Regions from separate parts of the Hordeum vulgare genome. Here region 1 is linked to region 2. Evidence: chromatin contacts called from public Hi-C data. All regions are on one chromosome and are shown on one strand. The core of a region is the stretch at or near the end of the contact, and the rest is flanking DNA. Distances in the headings are between cores, read along the strand shown. Region 1 has its middle 320 kb from the start of LOC123439662. Region 2 has its middle 350 kb from the start of LOC123443211.

Evidence for each region. A called contact is a pair of places that touch in the nucleus more often than the background predicts.
Region 1: a contact with region 2 is called in a Hi-C map of leaf, with 2.7 times the contacts expected there. The contact joins two enhancer-like sites. A contact is called at or near these places in 2 of 6 Hi-C or Micro-C datasets (leaf and seedling).

The regions. Positions count from the first base shown.
Region 1 is chr3H:123,919,457-123,925,799 of MorexV3_pseudomolecules_assembly, forward strand. No RefSeq gene overlaps it. Among protein-coding and RNA genes, the nearest start is that of LOC123439662, 320 kb to the right of the region's middle. Within about 2 kb of position 4,120, at least 3 of the 3 cell types and tissues checked have open chromatin away from gene starts, as enhancers often do. A contact at or near this core is called in leaf and seedling, where this site is marked.
Region 2 is chr3H:123,811,964-123,818,750 of MorexV3_pseudomolecules_assembly, forward strand. No RefSeq gene overlaps it. Among protein-coding and RNA genes, the nearest start is that of LOC123443211, 350 kb to the left of the region's middle. Within about 2 kb of position 5,523, at least 3 of the 3 cell types and tissues checked have open chromatin away from gene starts, as enhancers often do. A contact at or near this core is called in leaf and seedling, where this site is marked.

The DNA of each region.
Region 1 (6,343 bases), core at 2,870-5,369, 110 kb after region 2:
TAGCAACATGGGTCTAGACAAGTCTGAAACTTACCTTTACAACTACACAGTTACGGAGTAGCATATGGTCGTCCCAAAGCAGGTCTGTCACCATCCTAAGTCCTTGCGCGAGCTTACGTCTTAGGACACATAACGTATGTTGTACTAGAGACTCATATATGACCTCGTCTCGCTATATGTCATAGTCGGGTCTGTCCTACTCGGGCCTTATGTGGACTCGGATCCGACTACGTCATATCCGACGAGATCTTTTCCATTCCATATTGTCCAGCTAGTATAAAATGATACATGGTCAATGAGACCGGATCATCCATTGTGTAATATTCTAGTCTAGTCGGTTGCGCGTCCCCACGTCATTTTTGCTTAGGGACCATTTAGGACAATCATCATACAATGCATAAATTCACAAACAAGTCACATACTTGTTGGCACACATCATTGATAATATCCAAGAACTATATTTATTATAATCACATAAGAAATATCATCATACAAGATTGCCTCTAGTGCATATCTCTAACATACAATGGTACACACTTGAATTGCATAACAGGCGGTAGGAGCCCAACTCTCTCTAAATAAGCCTCACACTTCTCATTGTATGCCAGCTGGCATGTCTTCGTGCGACCCCTCATTCACACTATTAATGAATTATTTCACAACATCCATAATTGACAACAACGTCAATTATTTCACAACATCAATAATGTCACATCACCAATAATTGACAACATCAGTAATTATTTCACATCACTAATAATTGACATCAAAATAAATATATATCATATTCATATATCCATATATACACATACATCCATTCTTCAAATTTCAATATATCCATACATGTATAACAAAAAAACTTGTTCATCAATGCGCACTAGAGTCGTCAAGTAATTGCAATATGCATCAATCCATAAACATGAAAAAAAATAAACAAATCAAACATATCCATACAATTTTTCCATCCACAATAATTGGAAATAAGAAACTACTCCAACATATCCATAAAATCTACCCATACATTCATTCTGATAACTCTATTACTACCTTATATCCATAAAAAATTCAAACAACTTTATGAAATAAGGTTCACCTTGTGCTAAATAATCATCTAAACTATAAGGATTTCATAAAAAACTATTTGGAGGGATAAAAAAATCTTAGTTTCTCTCCACATTGCATCGAAGATCCGAAAAATGGTGCCCAATGGAGGAGATCCAAAGGGAGGAGTGGAGGGGAGGAGAGAGGAGTCCCTTCTCTGTTTCATGATGAACAAATAATATAAACTTGAGCGAATTGGGTGGGTGGTTGCCCCACCAACCGCCACATCGAGCACTTAGCTATCGAGGGCCTACCGCCATGGATCCTAACGGTAGGATAATCACCTACCGTAGAGGACGGTGTCGATAGCCATTTATCCACATTAGCGGGGGTTGATGGCCCCGTCTACGTTGACCAGCACCTAATCGCCAGGGCCTTTGTTGGTTGACAGTTATACCCTACCGCTAAGGACAATGGTGGTAAGAAAAAGGTGAGGTCACCGATTTTTCCAAGCCAAGGTCAAATCATGCTAAATATTCCACAAAGGGGTAAAACATTTATTATGCCACTAAAATATGGGAAGAGTTTCGTCCTTTGCTCACGAACCTATCATCGAGCGCTTCCTAAAATACCTCTCTGTTGGGCGGCAAAACTCATTTCTCGCGGCGCCAGGCTTACCCTCATCTCGCCCTCGCCACCCACTTCATGTATGTCTTTAGACTCCCCAAGAAGATCCTTAGAAAGCTAGATGCTATCCGCGGGTCCTTCTTCTGGGCTGCCGAGGAATCTTGCTCCGGAGCAAAATGTCTCATCGCGTGGAAAAACGTTTGAAAACCCAAGGCGACTGGGGGTCTTGGCATAAAAAATATTACTCGCTAAAACAACTGCCTCCTCATGAATTTCGCCTTCAAACTCCTCCAAAAACCAGACTTACCGTGGGTAAACTTGTTCCTCCAACACACCCTCTAGACTTCGCGAATAAGCCTCAAAACCCCCTACCTCTGGAAAATTGTAAACCAGCAGCTCTACCACCTTCGTAAAATCCCATTCGTCCTTACCAACAATGGCACGACAACCTTTTTCTTGCTTGACGCTTGGCTCCTGTCAACCATGCTCGCGGAAACCTATCCCCGCATCATCTCGCACTCCACTTGCCCCTTTGTCCTCGTATCTCATGTCATGCATACTGGTTTACCCGACTCTTCACGACTGCCTAACCCAAGTGGCTTGTGCCGTGCTTGCGTCTGTTTTGTATTTTTTTGCACGATGTTACCATTGGTGATGAGCCCGATGACAGGTTCCTCACCCATGGCTCCTCGTTCACCTCGAGGTGCGCCTACTCACTGCTTTCCTTTGACCATGAGGTCGACTTTAACGTTGGGTACATGTGAGGTTCCAAGGCACCTATCAATGTCAAGATCTTCAATTGGCTCCTCGTGACACGCTACACACGATGGTGAACTTACATCGCAAGACCATCACTACAGGCTTGTCTTGCCCTCGGTGCGGCATTTCTCTCGAGGATGCGACACACCTTGCCCTCCTGTGCCCATGTGCGTCTCAGGTCTGGTCGCGCATGGGCCTCCAGGTCCCTCTCGCCATCGACCTAATCTGGGATACTCTGATTCCAATTGGCCTCGACATCAACATGTGGCCTATCGTCGTCCTCTCCATCTTATAAAAGTTGTGGGACTTCAGGAACGCTTGTGGTTTCCGTAACGACATGCACTCCTCCTAGATACTATTAGGAATATCATCTTAGATTTTACGCTTTCGGTCTTTAGATTTAAGGACCGGGTTAGTAGGGAGGCTGCCATGTCTTGGCACGTGTATCTCTCGTATCGATGTAACCATTAATGTAATGTGTAACTCGCCTTCGGGCCTTTGAGTAATATATTCAGGTGAAGACCCTCTCCCCCCGATGATTGTTAAAAAAATGCTCACGTTCTTCTGTATTTAATCATGGCTTTTTCGGTAATGTGAGTTTAGTGAATGGCGACATTCTTATCCACTACTAAGGTGTCTACTCCATCAATCTTAAAATTATATTCTGGCTCAGTCTCTCATATATGGTCATAGAAATAGGATACTAAAATGTGTGTGCATACATTCGAGTGAGTGTATATTTATACTCATTCGGCCCAAAAATACTTGTCACAGAGATAAATGTATCTAGACTTATTTTAATTATATATATACATTCATTATATTTATTTTTAAAACAAGTACTTCCGAATGAATGGACTATTTATGTGTACTATGACGAAAATAATACTCCCTCCGTTCCACATAGGCAGAGGGTGGGTAGGATTGTGCAGTGTACTCCATTCGTTCTTAAATATAGGACCTTTTAGAGATTTTATTATAAACTACATACAAACGAAATAAATAAATATATATTCTAAAATATATTTATATACATCTGTATGTAATTCATAATGAAAATTTTAAAAGATTTTATATTTAGTAACGGAGGGAGTACGTGAGAAAGATAAACTCAGCCGGGGTAGGTGGTATCAGCAATGCACCGCAGACAGGGAGGCTGAGGAACTGGCTCGTTCTTTGATGAAAACGGTGAAGCGCAGACAAAATTACGAGAGCTGGGTACAAAATCGAGAGGCAGGAAACTTCAGATTCGGGTGTTTCGTACACGTCAGCATCGCAGGATGGGACGACACAGCACAGGAGAGGGAAGGCAGATGGGATGGGGTGGAGGAGGAAGGGAAGGTGGAATTTACCCCACCGAGGTGAGAAAATGTTTATAGCTGCCGTACGGTAGTAGCCTGCAGGGGCAGCCCTGCAGTGTCACAGCAGGGTAACATGGGGCAGCCGGTGTAAAAAATAATAACTGGAGCAGGAAAAATCACCACCCACTCACGTGGCTCGGCCATCATCTACCGAGTGAGTCACCTACAGCTGTGGCCTGTGGAGCAAGAAAAAGATAACAGACCCATGGGGAGGAGAGGACACAGTGATGATGCATGGGCGCAGCACTTGCCCAGTATTTTACAGTTACCCCTGCAGCAAGTGATTAACCTACGCAGCCCGGCATCCGTATGGTGGTAGTACTACCGGCTCGCCTGACTGGCTGTCTGACTGACTGGAGCGGGGATATGTGCGGCTGACGTGTGGGGCAGGGCGATGAGCGCTGCCGCTGGGATATTTACCGCGCGTCCCGCGGAACGAGGCCGTTTTTGGAAGTTAATTACATGGGTATCGCTGCGATCCACATGGTTACCGTGAGCTGGTACAAACTCGAATCTGACGGCCGGCACGCTTCGCAAAGCTGCGAGCCCCTCGCCGTGTCGGCCTTCATCCTGACGCGGCCGAATTGGCTGTTTTAATTTATTTTCAATTTTAGAACGATTTGACCTTAATTTGAAAAAAAAATCATGATCTTATCCTTTCTCTATTGTCATCGGCGGTTAATTGTGTTAAATTCCTGTGACGGAAAGTTGGCTAGTACATGCAGCTTTATTAAACAGGTCTTGGGTTCGAGCCTTCTTAAGTCCATTATTTTTGTTCATTTCTTTTTCCTAATAAAAATTAAATAATTTGTTCAATCAATATTAGGACATGTATTATTGATAAAAAATAATTTTATTTATTTGTAACTGTTTTATAGAATTTCTCAATATTAGGACATGTATTATTGATAAACAATTTTTCCCATTAATGTTAAGGTATGGATTATTATTTTTAAATGTTTGTCTACTTATATATAATTGTTTAACAAAATTCTATTGCGGTTTAGATCTGTAACATACATAGGAGGGAGCAGTTTTATTCTCTTCTCATCATGATGATTACGCGCTCTACAATTAAGTTTTCATCATATGTTATTTTGTTTCTCATTATTATTGTGTGTCTCTGACCAATTATCTTAATGATGAGTTTTGTTTCATGTTGTTTTGCCAAAAGAGCTACATATGGTGCGTAATTAATAATTGATCATAACAAATTATCAAAACAAAAGCACTTTGTGCTTGATTTTCACCTGTTTAATTAAAAGAAAATGTTTATCTTGAATAGCATTAAGATTGGTCGGCTCGCCCTCGAAGCACTACACACACGTGCCTCCAGGTCCTCCAGTTTAGTTGCTACTGTATTATTGATAAGTAAAATTATTTTTATCAATAATATACATATCCTAATATTGATTGGAATAACTATTTAATTTTATTGGGCAAAATAAAAAAAGTGACCTTAAGAAGGCCAATTGATCTTGGTGGATAGCCTTTCAAATCTTTTTATGCAGTTGTGTGAGTCTAATTGATCTCATTCGTTTATATCTTTTGGGAAGTTTTACAAAACCGTTGCAAATAATTAAATTTATTTTTATCATTAATACATATCCTAATATTGCCTGGACAAATTATTTAATTTTTATTAGGCAAAATAAAAATAAACAAAAAAATGGCCTCAAGAAGGCTTGAATCAAGACCTCCTAAACAAACTAGCATATGCTAGCCAACTTTCCACACGGGTGTTCAACCAATGGAGACGTCGCATGTTATTTATACCTTCCATATCCTTGGCGGTAGGCTGTGTTAACCTACCGCCAAAGACGATGGCAGTAGGAAAAGGGTCAGATTATGATTTGTTTTTAAATTGGAGTCAAATCGTGCTAAAGTTTAGAAAGACGGTCAAAACAATGAATTCGGCCTGCTCATGCCCGCTAATCCGAGAGGGCCGAGACGACCTATTTGATCAAGTGAATCCTGCTATAGAAAAGATAGGAAATGAATTTCAACCGTCGGCATGGAGACTACACCGATGCCTTTCGACTACGGAACAACCACTACCACGGTCTGAACAAGTTGTCGCCGCGCCACCACGGCCGCTTCCTCAATGAAACCGACGTGACTTTATCAATAACAATCGATAAGTCTTGTGCACGAGTTCCTAAGAACTAACTTCTTGCAGCCGCTTAACCTATTTGTAAATTCATCATGCTAAAAATTTGGCGCTCAACATTTGAAAATGGTTTTGTTGTAACGGAGTTATTTAGTCAAATTTAAGGAGTAAAGCGTCACCCATGTGCCTACAAAATAAAGTGTTACCTCTGGCTTTTGTGAAGTGCCACATCAACAATCAATACTAGTCAAAGCAAGTAAAAAAGACCAATAAAGAAAATGTCAAAGGAAAAGACAAGAGAGTAAAGATGGTCAATCCCAAATAAGAAGGCCTCGACCCAATGGGTCCTAGCCCGGTAAAGAGCATGTGTGTTTAAGGTTTTAAAATGCCTAGTTCTTCCTTGTCTCCTTACTTCAAAGGTAGTCTTGGTCATTTGCCAAGGACC
Region 2 (6,787 bases), core at 4,273-6,772:
GAATGGGCTCCAAGGCGGCACCTTCAGCAAGGGAACGGCACCATAGCATCGCCACCGCCCAATCCAAGCATTAGGGTTTCCCCTAGAGCACCACGGTGACAGATGAGATGCCGCGACGGTGCCTTCAAGAAGGGAGCCGACGCAAGAACGCCGCCACCGCCAGCCTGTCAAGTCAGATCGGGTTTTCACTCCGGCCAATACTCATCATCACCGGGTTGGGTTACGGACAAACGCAATGCCGCCATTGAACGACACACCCCGGTCAACATGCCGCCCACACGGCCATGGTGGTCTGACAGCGCCCGAGCCGCATGCTTTTCCCATGAGCACCCCACTTCCACCAAACGGGTCACCGCCACAGCATCCGAGCCCCACCCTCCTCCAGGGGTACACCCAACCGACGCAACCGGCTAGAACGGAGAAAAGATCCTTCCACCCTAAAGTCGACACTTTGGCAGGGTTGATGGCCTCGGCGGCTAGATCTGGGCCAGGGGAACTCCGGCAGCCACCCGTAGGAGCCGCCAGATGCCACACAGGGGGCACCCTGCTACCCTCCAAGATCTCCTGCCACCTCTGGCAGGTCTCGTGCACACCCACGCCATACCATGGATCCACCCCAGCCGGAGAAGTTCGGAGTTGAAACCGTAGAGGAGGCAAGGAGCTAACCCCAAGCCCATCGCAGACGAACCGCCACCGGAGCAAGTCCCGTCATCGCCGCGGGAAGACCAGGCCGACCACGAGGTTGCAGCCACGCTGCTGCAAGCCCCACCACATCGAGCCCTAGATTGGCCTCGCCCCCGCCCCCTCCCCACGACGCCCGCCTTCACCATGGACCAAATCCGGGAGGATTTGGCTGTAGGCGTGCCAGCCCGCCACCACCAGATCTGGACTTGCCGTGGCCGCCGCGCTACAGACGCCCGCCCAGCCGCCGTCGCGACGCCACCAGGCGTCCATGCCGCCACCCTGGAGGTGCGTCGTCATGCCACTGGCCCCCGCCGTAGGCCAGCGCCCCAGACGAGCGGTCGCCCCGCGCCTACAGTGGATCCTGAGAGGAGGGAAAAAGGAGCCCCCCCCCCCCCCCCGCCCTTGCCTGTCGGGCTTTGCCCGATGGCACCGCGGGGCGGCAGCGAGGGAGGGGGACCGCGGGAGGAGGAGAGTAGGGGAGGGGGCTAGGGTTCCCCCCGGCGCTCCCGCGGGAGGGGTAGGGGCGGCGTTGGGTAGTTGCCTGTTTTTTTTGTCTTTTTTGTCTTTTCTAGTGAACATTTGCTCCGGTCATGTGTGTGTGCTCCAAGCGAGAATGTGTATGTATTAGAAGATCTGTGAATTGTTCAATCAATGTGTTCAGTTCTACAAGCTTTGTGATTGACATTAGTGCATTTGGGGTGTTGCATACATTTTACTTCCATTTGTTCTATCTAAAGCAGGGTAAACATAAACAGCCTGCTTCCGATTTTCAGTGTTTGCGGCCGTAGCAGATTTTAGGTATCAAAGCCACAGCTGAATTTCATGAAACTCCAGTGTAGCCCAAGCCTAAACGCCAATTATCCCAGACCGCAATACTCCTAGCAAACATAAGGGGACAGAAGGATACCCCGGCTCGATCCGGCGCGCTTTATTCACGCACGGATGCACGGCCGTGCGCGTATCGCCGTGATGAATGCGGTCGACTTTTGCAACGCTGACATCTCTTGTATAGAAAATACGATCGAACGTGCGTGTGGAGGTAGTTACCTGAATGCAGCACAAATAAACTGAGACAACAATTCAATGGTGACCAAGAAGATTTGAGGCAAGTGAGAGGGAGAGCACTGCACTACCTATGCGCGTGCATTGCTACGTCGGTCGAACAATTAGAGGACCCCCGTAATAAAGAAACGGCACCTAACGATGCATACACCCGTACCACGTACGTACTAGGGAGCATGTGTTCCGTATTGATCCAAGTGAATTAATTGGTCGTCTGAGAGCGTACTGTACTGTACTGTACTCTTACCAGTAATACACAGGGGGTTTAAATTGATCTGAGCCTCTGGTACTACTACATACAAGTGAAATCAGGGCTCCGTACATACGCGCTAGTAAAAAACTAACTGGTCACCACGAGATCGGACTTGAATAGATTGTTGTAACTAGTTCAGTTCAATGGGAAGTCAGATCGAGAGAACCTTAAACACTCGCTGCGGTACCACGTCCGTAGGCAGATTGTGCTTTCTTGGCGGGGCGCCATGCCGGCAAACGTGGGCAGAAGCAGAATCCAAGTTACTCAGCCATGGATGGAGGGAATGGTTCAAACCGGAGCCGAGCTTAAGGAAGCGTTTCGAATTCGAAAGACACGCTCACGCACGCACGCACGCACGCGAAATGATGCGATTATCAGAAAGCAAACGGTACGGCCCCTCCCTCCCTCCCGGCTGTGCGCCAATTGCTTTGTCGGGAAGAAGTGCCCTAATAAAATTAATTTTAATAATACACTAACGGAATCTGGTCTTCGACCGTACGACGACGAGTTCATCCCCATAACAAAGATATGCTATTCTAAGATTGGTCCATGTAGCTAGTGGCTCTACGCTGCTTACGCTGCATCATCAGTTGGGAAAGCATGAGAGTTTGCTGCTATGCTATGCTCATCATGTAGCCGTGCAAAAACTTTGTACAGGAACTCATGATATTGCCACCGATTTCTTTCAGCCGCCACGCACGTGATGGAGAGTCCCACACCCCACTACCACATACTATGATCCCTGGTGTATTTTATGTCGTTAACATGCATATACAAATGTTTGGACTTGTCATGTGAGGAAATTTGTATAGGTAATGGAATTATAACAGAAAAAATAATCTCGTTGTGTTGAACCTTTTTGAAAAAATATCACATTATGTTGCAAATAAAATGTGATATCAACGTTAAAAATAATATTTGTAAAAGAATAATACTTCTTGTTTCTAGCTCGTCCTTGGATCCTGGAGAATAATGCACCGAAGTAAAACAAATTGTATATACAGATTATTTACTCAGAATGCTCATGTCCCGACGAGCTGAGTCAAATCATGTTTTATTCTGATCATGCTTCTTCTAATCGGTAACCGGAGGCCAATTTCAAGCTAACAAGTCCTGCTCTCCTTCATGTGCGCCTTAATTGGTTTGTGCATTCCCATGCCTAAAAAAGAATTACTACTGGTACATCCCAAGGAGCTCTTGTAGTAAAGCAAGTGGCCACTCTCATCTGCTTGTTCACTACCACAAAATCAGACATTTCAGACGGTGCAAGGCTCTAGGAGGTACCACTGACAATGATCCAAATGATTAAGGCCTCGTAAAACCAAGAGAACGTTTATTGAGATTGTAAAACCTGCATTTGTGGCTTTTTATGCTTATACTCCTCGAGATTATTGTTGGAAAACCTGTGTATGTCTTATTTTTGCTAGAAAAGCCTGCGTCGCATGGTGCCGTGCTATTTAACTAGTATTCCATGTTACGTTTGTTTTATTTTTCTATTTATTATAGGAAGTGTTGTTTTTAAAGAATCTCTTCTGTTGTCCGGGTGTTGTCTTTGTTGATGATTACAGCGTTGTTGTTGAAGTTTTTCATCCTTGCGACAAGGTCTTTGTTCTTATATTTCTCTCTCTTTTTTATCTTATAGTTACCAATGTGCATCTTTGATGTTTTTAATATTTTGTTGGTACAGACATTGGGTGTAGTTGTTATCTTCGTGATATTAATATTTTTTTTTATTAAAAAAGTAATTCCTGACTTATTATCCCCCTTATATTATGGTGCTATTTTGATCATAATTTTTATTGATAAAATATAGGCTATACATAACAAAAATAGCATCATCAAATGTGATCCAACGATATGACTTTTTATGACATGAATTAACATTTTTTAGTTAAATTTCTAATTAAAATATGACAAAAATACGAAGAAGGCCAATAAATGGGACAAAGGTAGTAGACCAAAAGAAGATTTTTTTTTTGTATTTTTTCTCTTCGAGAAACAAGACACGGCCTGAGCATCGTGTCGTGCCAGAAGCATTATTGAAAATGCCGTACATGATTATGCACCATAACCTTTGGAAAATAACAATTGCATGTTTGCGGGGTAGAGTAGCACACATACTACTACATGATCTTGGTGAATTCACAAGACAGAAACACGCGGTGGGATGCAGCGCCTGTTGAGGGCCACGCACGCCCCACGGTGGACGCGGGAAAGATCCTGCTACCGCTAGTTCTAGTGCTACCAACCGACTGGGCGCCGGGGCAGGCGGTGCCGCTCGAGTTAAACAAACGGAACGGAACAAGGCGGAAGAGGCTAAACGCGCAACGCAGGAACACCTAGGGGTGCGGTGATAGAACCATTGACCTTGTCGTTAATGCCGCGCTTAGTTGGGCTTGGCCATTCCCGCGCTCGACCGAATTATCACCTTAACTTAATACGCGCGCGCACGGGTGCCGAGATGACCCCGCCAATACGCACTCACGCTCGCTACCTGGAGCATCCACACCCCCACACAGTACTACACTAGTAGTACTCCGTGTTGTGGGTATACTTAAAACTAACTACTCCAGTCCTAGCATAGTATAGCACTGCTTGCTAGCTTAGCCGGTGCACGGTGACGACGTGGGCATCGACTCGAATAGAAAATGGAGCAGCGCTAGGGCCGGGACTGGACGGGCGAGCGAGCGCCGTGTTCCGCGGGGCTCCTGTTCGGCCTGTGGCGGGCGCCACCCCCTCTCGCTATTGTCGAGAGACCCACGGTTTTGTGGCCGTGGCCGTGCCTACCCCCTCCCACACGGGCACGGGCAAACGAATTACGCATAGATAGATATATGCAATAAGAGATGACCGTGTTTGGGAGCTAGCTACTGATGCTGGAACCACGTCGCCACGCGGGCGTCCACTTGCGCCCGCTGCCGTATCGTTATCGTTGGACGGATCGGCGCCACCGTGGAGCGGCGACCGCGACCGCGACCGGCTGCCGTCGCGGCGGCTTTGTATATAAGCGCGATCTGGCTGCCGGTATGCGTGCGTTTGTACGTTGCGCCGGCCGGAGGTGTACGTAGCGTTGTAGCGCTTGCGCCGCTCCGACTCTTTCCGCTGACGCCGACGGGTCTCGGCCGCCGCGCGATGAACACAATGCTGGGTGAGGCTGAGGGTGCCGTTTCGTTTGTTCCGTTCCGCCCAGTCGCTCTGTCCGTATCCGGTGTCTCAGCTCAGCTCGTCACTCATTAGTGTCTCCTCCAGTTTTTTATTGATCGTGACATTGACTGCCAGCGTGTGATTGTGAGACCAAACAGTTTCCCGACCTAAGCTAAGCCAAGCGAACCTTAGCAAATCAAGCGGCAGTGCAAGTTAATGCTCAGCCGTTCGATTTGGTTCTGACGGCCACGATGGATGTTGTCGTCGCATGGGCAAACAAGACCAGCTAGCGGCAGAGCTCCCCGTTGTCATGACTTGGCCTGTGGGTCACACCTGATTTTCCGTTTTGGTGGTATGCTGCTAGGCACGCGCCTGGTCGCACCGGAGGCCATCCACACCGTCCAAGTACAGCCGAGAACTGAAGCAAGGAATCGCGACCGTCAGATGGGAGGACCGTAATCCTCAGCGGATATTCATGTCAGGTCGGCTATCATTGGCGTGAGCGGGCTGGCCCGGAAGCAGAAGACAAAGGGTCTGCTTACGTGTGCATCTGTACAACATACCGTATTTTTGTTTTTAATAGACCATACGGTATATGTTAGTACGCACGTACGACATGCCCAATTTAGAGTATACAAGTGTTTGATTTGACGGCCGGAGCACATCTACGTTTCAATAATGCATTCCTTGACCAATAATGCTTAACATACGAACACATTCTACAGGATTTTACGGGCTGGGTACTGTAAGCTCTTTTAATTGCCCCCCCTGAATTTCAGTGATGGGCCCGTGTGCCTTAATCAATTCCCGGCCAATCAGTGATAAGCAATCTGTGAAAAAATTGTAAAAACTCCGTACGTGTAGCATTACTGAGCACGGCCGGAGTACTTCCACGGTACTAGTAATCCTACCGTTTAAGTTGCAACCTTTTTGTTTTGCAGGTGTTTAAGTTGTACTCCATCACAGTATATTAGGCGCATCTCACATCTCTCTTGGACCAAGGTGTGTAACTACTAAGAGAAAAAACGGAGCCGCACGAGCTGGATATGCGCCTAATTAATCGTGAAACTGACGCATAGTAACCCACCCGTCCAGTGAACGAGCGACTCCCTCGCATGCATTGGTGGAGACGGTTTAGAGCGAAAATTTTCTCCCTCCGAGTTTCCTTCTTCTTCCCCGCGCGTTCTTTTCTCCCCCGAGCGTTGTCCTTTCTTCCCCGCGCGGTTTCCTTTCTCCCCCGTGCAATTTCCTTTCTCCCCGCGAGTTTCGTTTTCTTCCCCGCGCGGTTTCTTTTCTCCCCCGAGCGTTTTCCTTTCTTCCCCGCGCGGTTTCTTTTCTCCCCCGAGCGTTTTCCTTTCGTCCTCGCGCGGTTTCCTTTCTCCCCCGCGCAATTTCCTTTCTCCCCCGCGCGGTTTCCATCCAAATGGCTAGCGAAATTTTGGGAGATGAAAAAGCTCCCGTCGGTGTTCCTCTCTATAAGTAGCTGTGGTGATGGAGGTACACGAACAGACAGCGCTCATCTTCTCTCCTCGGTCCAATGGCGCCGCCGCAACAAGGTGCAACAGATCACCGACTTCCTCCTCTTGGCCTCCGTGGGCTTTCTAGGGTTGCTTCCAACCAAGAGCACCGCCGCCCGAAGGACTT